2 separate regions of the Astyanax mexicanus genome follow, and region 1 is linked to region 2. The links are chromatin contacts, called in public Hi-C maps. All regions are on one chromosome and are shown on one strand. The core of a region is the stretch at or near the end of the contact, and the rest is flanking DNA. Distances in the headings are between cores, read along the strand shown.

Region 1 (4,026 bases), core at 594-3,093, 39 kb before region 2:
TGGTGTTGATCAATTGCGCTGGATGTGTTAATAGGATCCATCTCTTCTTTCTTTCCAATAAAGATGATTTTATTTTCCAAAAAGACAATGTGAAACCCCACACAGCGCATTCAGTAATAGAGTGGGCTGAGCAGTGAGAAAGCTCAGGTGATTCCACGATGCTGTAACCAGCATATTTAAAACTCATTAAAAGCTGGTGGGACTGTGTTGGGAAATGTGTGGAGAAGACAAACAATCTCTACAGGACTTGTGTGAAGAATGTGTGGGAAGCAGTTTATTTAGAGCAGTCATTTAGGAACGAGTTACAAAAATAGGTCAGTAAGAAGGTACAGTGCTAAATACTTGTAGTCATCTGTATATTTATTATATTAGTATTTTGTTATTTAATTTTTGTGTCAGTGACAATTAAAAAAAAAGATATTTTTAGCAATTGTTTTTGCCTGCCAGTGTAGGAGCCAGGACATGATTTCAGACTGACTTTAAGGTACAGCCCAGACAGCTTCATAAGGATATCAGTTTCTAAGCTTTTAAATAACCAACGCTGGACAGGTCAAGACAAGTACAGGCTTTTTTCAAGTCATATGAAGCAAGTCACTGCAACCAATGCAATACCATTGGACAGCCAGACATGCTTAGAAACGAATGCTAAGAGCTAATTATGTTACACCAGGTAACAGATGCCTGTACTGACTAGCATCATGCTGAGTAATGGAGAGAAGGAGGGTTATCTGACCCACCAAGAGAGAGAAAGATAGAGTGCAAGGCCGATTATACTTCCTGGGACTCCTGGCAATGGATTGCTGTGGCATCACTGGGGATTACACCAGAGATCTTCCATTGATAGTCAATATTTAAAGGGGTCTATCCATATTAACATAATTCCTAAACTTTTTGTTTTGTCCTATAGAGTTTAAATTAAGGCTAAAAGTCATTACACTGATCAACTATATCATAACATTATCATGGATATCATCAGTATCATGACATACCAGACTAGACTGTTGCACATGTTGCACTGAGGAATGTTAAATGCTCAATCTGAAGCCCACTATCAGGCCTCACTCAAACTCTGATAATTCAAATCATCTTGCAATCGTCTTGCAAAATAAAATTTATACAGTTTCTGAATCAGTTTCTCTGATTTTATTATTTATAGGTATACATTGTTATTTACAATATATATTGTTGCTTAATTCTCCGGAGAACATTTAACCCCAAATTCCAAATAAAAATAGTCATTTAGAGCATTTATCAGATTTCAGACCCCAAATAATAGTGGTGTCATTTGTTCCAGACAAAATGGCGTACTACGATTGGAATTTTTGGCCATATCACCCATCTCTGATGAAAAAAAATATATATGATAACCACTATATCCCCATAGTTTAATGTGTAACACCAGCAGTTGCTAAACTTTAGCCCTCCGCTGATATATATATATATCTGTTTAGGGTGCATGAAGGGTTGACCAATTCTTAGGGGGACTCTGTTCTAAGAGGATGGGTTAGACTAAAGGTAGAGAAGTGGGATTGGGCCATAGACTAAGATAAGAACAAAGTCAGCCTCTACATTTAATTAGAAAACCAAACAGTCTATTTCTTTACACAAAAATTTCCAAAAATCCTCTGCATTCTACATGAGCACGCACACACAGTTAGTTATTCCAAGCACAACTTCAGACTGCACTCCTCCTAAACTCTGCAGCCTCTCTGCTCCTCATCAAACACGAGCCAGTCGACAAGCTGCTTAAATGACAGCCATCAGAGTGAATTCTCCTGCAGAGGAGGAAGAACAGAGTCTAATCCTCCTCGTGCCGCGCTGACAGTGACGGGACGCGAGCGTGCCAAGCAGAGTCTGCCACATCCAAAGCCACCTTTGGCAGCCGCTGTGAAGTAACAGCAGTGCGAGACATACGGCAGGTGAGAACAAACACAAGACCTGTCAGAAACCAGTTGCACATGGCTAAGAGCAGGGGTAAAAACGAGGAGAAAAGAAATACACAGTAACAAACCAAAGACCTGAGTCAAACATTCGTACCTGCTAATGATTATACAAGTCAGGGACATAGATTAAATCACGTTTACAATACAAAAATATGGAAACCTGTGCCAAACCAGGGGCTGGTATTAGTGCTTGAATAATCATATGAAAGAAACAAATGAAAAAAAGAAAACTTATTTTTTTTTTATTGAATCGGCAGTTTACTGCATGTTTAATAACATTAATATACAAAATGATATAAAAAAGTTCAAATAACATTAATATTCTTAATTAAGTTCTAATTTCAAGAATAAAGTTTTATTATGAAGTTCTAAGAACATCTGAATCAATAATGCTACTCTGAGATAATATCCAATATGATTTTTTTTTTTTACTGTGGTTTGATCAAGAAAATACCTTTACATTAACAGGCTATTTTAAAAAATAAAACATGGTTAGTATGCCAACTGTTGAGTGCATGTACTGTGAACTGAGCTGAGTTGGATGTGCATGGCTGCATGTGAGAGAGAGAGAGCAAGCGAGTGTCTGATCAGTCTTGAGTAGGAGTTTTGGCAACACTGAAGGCTTTGTACAGCTTGGAGAGAAGTTAAGGACAGCACAGGGATTAGACGGACTGTGTGTGGGGGGTGGACGGGGTTGAGGGGAATGACGGGATTAAAATAGGAGTCTGCTGAACTCACACCACCTCTGACCACCTGGGGCCTAAATCCATGCCACAACCAGCTGAGTTACAGCACGGGTACATGTAGGGGGTAAAATAGCAACCATATTTAAACCATCAGCGCATCTATTATTACATAGTTGCACTGGTGGAAGCCAGGGGTGGACCATAATATGAACAGTGGCTTTTCATAGCATTTTGAAGGAGCATTTTGTTTGACAATAAGCTAAGTGTGAACTGAATAAGTGAGCAGCCCTTACCCTTCGCTAATTTCATTACTGTTCACATCACATTGTGTAATGCAGTGGCATTACTAAATAACAAATATTCGACACTCATATTTTGAGAAAGTCAAATGTTTATCATCAACATTGTTGATCATGTCGATTAATTGCTGCAGCCCTACAGAGAATCAAAAACGTGGTTATAGCCACCCAAAGTTCATTGATGTGCAAGGGCCGCGAAAGCTAGCCTGTCTGGTCAAATTCCACAAAAGAGAAAATAGTTAGTGTTGGCCATACCTTGAGGTGTCAGAGGCTTTATGGCAGTGGCTTAATTCATTCTAGTGAATCACATTTTATTTACATATTACACATATGTACACTTTAAACATATATGCTACATCACAGTACCAAAAAAATTCTATGCTATGCTTTGCTATTTAACAAGTGTAGCTCTACCACAGATACCATAGCAACACCTTAGCAACCACCTAGCAACAACATAGCAACCACTACAGATACCTTAGCAACCACTTTGGCAACATCATAGTAAACAACGGGAGCCATTTTAACTGTGCAACCATCCTGTGTTTTCTCCAATAATTGCACTTTTCTAGTTTAACAAGTGTACAAAGATACATTAATCAGCCAATACTAAAATGTATATTTTCCCACAGTGCCTCCATACAGCTTTGCAACGGCAAGACCTAGACTCCACCTGACATAAACAGCATTCTTTTTTTTTTTTTTTAGCTCTCCTCTGGTGTCTTTTGTAAAAGCTTAATTTTCAAATTTTTCAGTGTTTCCTGATAATTGTTTGGGATGGGATGCTTTTTATCTTCTACTTTATTCAGGCACAGCTATACTACACTGGATCCATCCTGTTTATTCTCCTCCCAGAAGCGTAACACACCTTAACTGTAGGTCCTGGCAGCTTGAAACGTGTCAAAAACCACTCCCACAGCACCAATGTGTGAAGCAATCTTATGAAACCATCTGTTGGCTTGCTCCACTACCACGCTATCTGAACAGAGATAAAATATGCCAACCTCATATGAGACGCTTCTTCTGCGTATCCAGCGTTATGCAAGAAAACAGGATGCATAGGTATGCTCTGAAGAACTTTACCCCAAACATGTTCCA
Region 2 (4,525 bases), core at 1,779-4,278:
AACAGCCATTTACACTCATCAACTCTCTAAAGCTAATGTGGCTTACCAATATGAATGTATATGGAACTTCATACAGCAGCTTATTAACAGCAAGGAACAGGCTGATACCCTGTATTATGTTTAAATTGCAAAACCTCTTGCAGAACAACAAAATATCAAAATGTCATCAAAATCATGCAGCGCGATGGTACATTTTTATTGCAATTAAATTATTAGGACTATTCCGCCTTTAGTGACTTTCAGACATGTATCCCTGTGTCAGTAAAGTATTTTGCCAAAATACATATGTCTGACGTCAAACTACTAAATCTTAACTACAGTAAAACTGTATCTCTAGCATAAGGGAGTTTATTCACCACTGTATGGTATAATAAACTTTCTGTGAGAAAGACTTTAGATGCATTAAACTCTTAAGATTAGTTTCTTTAGAATCGAGAATTTAATAACAAATTATTTTGTTTTGTATTACCCATTAAGGCTGCACAATCTATCATATGCAACAGTCATATTGCAGGACATGTGCTATCTAATGTCAATTAAATACACAAAAATACAAAAGGTATTTTCCACTGGTCTAATCATATATATATGTACACACACACACACACACACACACACACACACACACAAACAAACACACAAACACACACACACAAACACACACACACAAACACACAAACACAGCGGAAGGTTATATCTGTCCAATGTTATTTAATGTACTCTTTATATTTCGGACACACAGAGAACATTATTAAACCTGGTGAAAATTTCTGTATTTTAAAAAACTTTAATATATTTTGCAGAACAACGAAATATAATAATGTTCCAATATTGTACAGCTCTAGTTGAAAGAGGCCACTTAAAAATTATGAGTTGAAAAACTCTGGAATATAATCAAGAGAAAGACCAAGCTGGAACTGCTAGATTTTTGCACCAGGAGTGGCATAAATTTATTCAAAAGCAGTGTGTAAGACTGGTGGAGGAGAACATGCCAAGACGCATAAAAACTGTGATTAAAAACCAGGGTTATTCCACCAAATATTGATTTCTGAACTCTCTGAACTATGAATATGAACTTGTTTTCTTTGCATTATTTGAGGTCTGAAAGCTGTGCATCTTTTTTGTTATTTTAGCCATTTCTCATTTTCTGCAAATAAATGCTCTAAATAAAATTTGTTTTATTTGCAGTTTTGGAGAAATGTTGTCGGTAGTTTATAAAACAAAACTACAATGTTCATTTTACTCAAAATTAACTGATTCAGAAACTGAAGTGGTCTCTTATTTTTTTCCACAGCTCTATGTTAGTAGAGCAAAAATAAATAAAATGTGTCTTTTGGTCTCTGCCTGCATCCCTGTGCTATTAAGGGACAATTTTAAAGTCACTGGTGACTTCTAGTGAAATCTTAAGCCTCTGTGGCATAATGTTTGCCCACAGGCAACAAACTACATTTTGTGGTTATTACACGTTTTCCCTCCTTATATAGATACCTAGCTGTGTTACTTATATTTAATATATGTTACTTATATTTATATTTATTTAATTGTATGGCGTATCTACATCCAATACAATGAGTCAGACCGCTATAGACAAATTTACTCGAGCGAAAATCTCACACGCGTGACACCTACAGTATGTGACAGCCTTAACCCTCACAATAAACCAGACCGGTGTGCTGCTGTGAATTCAGCACAATCAATTCCAAATTTCACCTCATTAACACCGGACTGCCCGTTTCAGTAAGCAATATGGCTATTTTGCAGAACAACAAAACATCACAGTGTCCTTTATTTCTCCAGCGGCTCGTTGACTGCTGTCAGATATTAAAATATAGCTATAGCATAACTCAGATGGAAGGATTAGGAGGGCAGCCCTGTGTGATTCATGAACCTGACTGTGTGTCCAGAATAGAAAGCACACGGTCCGTGTCGGGTTCATGAGGGAGCTGGACAGCTCGGATATTTTCCAAATCAACCCAAAAGAGTGTAATTGATGATAAAACCGCCACTTACCGAATGGTTGACTCCCCACATCAGCACACTGAGCAGAGGGTCGCTGGCACGAAACAGCTTGACTTTCTGAGCCACGAAGTGCTTCTTCTTCGTTTTTGTTTTGCTCGCAATCGAGGCGGCTATGCTGCTAGCTGTTGCCATCCTTGCTTTTTAGCTATTCAATCCTGCAATAAATAAACTAGCAAGCTGGTTAGCTAACTAACCACACTGTGCCAAAGTCCTCTAGAGAAAGCCAGTGGAGCTCAGACTGCCCTCTCAGTAGATAGTTAGTTAATTGGCACTTGGCATTGCTGGGCGAAGCCAACTCACCGCCTAACGTAAGCTAGCGTTAGATTGGGTTATATATATTAAAAACAAGAATGCTATCTAAATAAATAACTAGCTAACTAACTAGCCGGTTATTAAATACATGAGCAATAAGCACGAACACACAGCTACAGCTCCCTCTCTCTCTCTCTCCAGCCCTCGTCCCCCGCAGTCCGCACCCCAGCTGTGGGCCAGCAGCGCAGTGAGCTAGCTGGCTAGCCCCGCTGGCTAGCTACAACATCCAAATAAGCGCTAGCTTAGCTAAACCGACAACCTCCGCAATTCCGCCATAAGAGGCGAGCTACAGCTCAGGTTGAGTGCCAGCGTGTGTCCGCAGTCGAAAACCAGAAACCCGCGGGTCCAAACTAAGCCGTACCAGCGGTCCCACCCGGCGCTAGCGCCGTTAGCCAGCTAGCACCTCCGCTAGCTAGCGTCACCCCAGCAGCAGCAGCAGAGCAGCAGTCAGCGGTGACAGGCTAACAGGCTAAAGAGCAGCGGAGAGCTGCTGGATTTCGTCTAAAAGCGCGGCCGCTCCTCCCTCTCTAACCCGCCTGTCTCCCTTTACAGCGCAGCGGTGCTGCAGAAGTGTAAAACGCGGAATAAATCGATTTAAACGTACGTGACGCTACACAGCTCAAATATAAAATCTGTTCGTGTTTAGCTGCTGTGAGCTAGCTGGGGTTCCGGCCCCGCTCAGTGCTGCCCCCTACCGACCGCAGCAGGGGCGGCGATATAACAACTGTCAGGTCAATGCTGGGCTCCAGTATATTCTTATACATACACGCTGTTATTTAGATCAGCGCTGTTCTCAGACTGATACATATTACAGCTCTCACGTTTTACAATACCTCTACCCACTGCCCCCCCCGCCCCCCCTTAACTGTGACACTTAAAGGACTTACCAGCCTTATGCTTTCATTCTTCTATATTTGCCTTACTGTTTATACGGGCTCTGTTTATACTAGTATGCTGTCATTGCCTCTTTAATCCCCCTATCACTATTGCACTATTATCTTGTGTCTCTAGTCACACGTATGTCTATATCTGTGACCATGCAGTATTATAAATTTATTGTCTCTCATTCTTTAATTATTTATCATTTTATTTTGCTGTAACTTTCGGACAGAAAGTAGCACAATTTAAATCCTATGTATGTCCTGTAAATATGCAGCATTGACAGCAAAACTATTTGACTTCACTTGATCTTGATTTTTTAGTTGTTCAGTAGCAGTGCTGTATGGCCAAGACATGCTGTTTTTTTCATCTTAGCAATGACCTTATTACTGCACTTCACCTGTCAGACCTCTAATTCTTCTCATTACTGCTGAAACTCAGACATATTTGCCATGTGGGTCAATTTTTACCAATACCAATTTTTTTTCTAGTTTCCAAGAGTCTTTTAAAGGTGTAGGAAACATTACTCAATGTATTTTCTCTGAAGGAAATACTTCTATTTTTAATAGTTATAGAGTTTTCTGTGTTTCTGTATTTGTCTATTTATTATGATAAAAGTCCAAATGTGCTGTGTGTAAGTGTGTAAATGCTGCAGTAGAGACTCTGGTCCAGTACACACATTCTGGTCCAGTACAGTTCCTTCACTACAAACAACGGCTTTGTAAATTCTTTTTTTTTTATCTAATTTCAAAGATCAGTTTATTTCCATTGCTACCTCCCAGCTGTAAGCTGTTAATCAATGCATTGTTTGCTAAACATCCCCCCATCCTTTTTTTAAACAATGAACAATATACTGTTTTTTTTATTTATTTTGTTTTCAATGTACAAATTTTTTTACAATGCTGAAATTTATTTTTTTTCCAATTTTTAGGTCATTTGTTTTTTTAAAGACCCAGGAAGTTTATTGCAATTTTTTGTACGCTGGGATTTTGTACCTTGCACATTGTAATGGCATGTTTAGACATTAAATTGATCAAATTAAGACATTGTATTCTGTAAATGTGTAAACTGTATGTGTGTGTGGTCTACTGGAAACCACGGTTGTTGAACGTCTGACAGCAGCAGAAAAGAAGAACCAGCTGTAACTTAGTTTTGCCCTCTTTTGGTGACATTGATGACTTTAGTTCTCTAAAATATTTTAAGTTACAAATATGTCCAGTCTTGGAAAGTTGGCCTGCATATTTTTAAACTATTTTTTAACCCTTTTAATTAACTTCCTTATAATTCCCCCTTTTTCAAAGTGCACATTTGCTTG

What was found. Hi-C and Micro-C count contacts between places; a contact is called where the count stands out from the background.
Region 1: a contact with region 2 is called in a Hi-C map of muscle, with 14 times the contacts expected there. The contact joins the enhancer-like site here to the promoter of pip4k2aa in region 2. A contact is called at or near these places in 3 of 3 Hi-C or Micro-C datasets (blood and muscle).

Annotation. Positions count from the first base shown.
Region 1 is chr1:92,222,923-92,226,948 of AstMex3_surface, reverse strand. The region is part of intron 6 of pip4k2aa (phosphatidylinositol-5-phosphate 4-kinase, type II, alpha a); the gene reads right to left. Among protein-coding and RNA genes, the nearest start is that of skida1, 24 kb to the left of the region's middle. Within about 2 kb of position 1,843, the one cell type or tissue checked has an H3K27ac peak away from gene starts, as active enhancers do.
Region 2 is chr1:92,184,896-92,189,420 of AstMex3_surface, reverse strand. pip4k2aa (phosphatidylinositol-5-phosphate 4-kinase, type II, alpha a) reads right to left here and starts at 3,028. Exons shown (of 10, transcript XM_022683557.2): 1 at 2,011-3,028. The coding sequence starts at 2,151.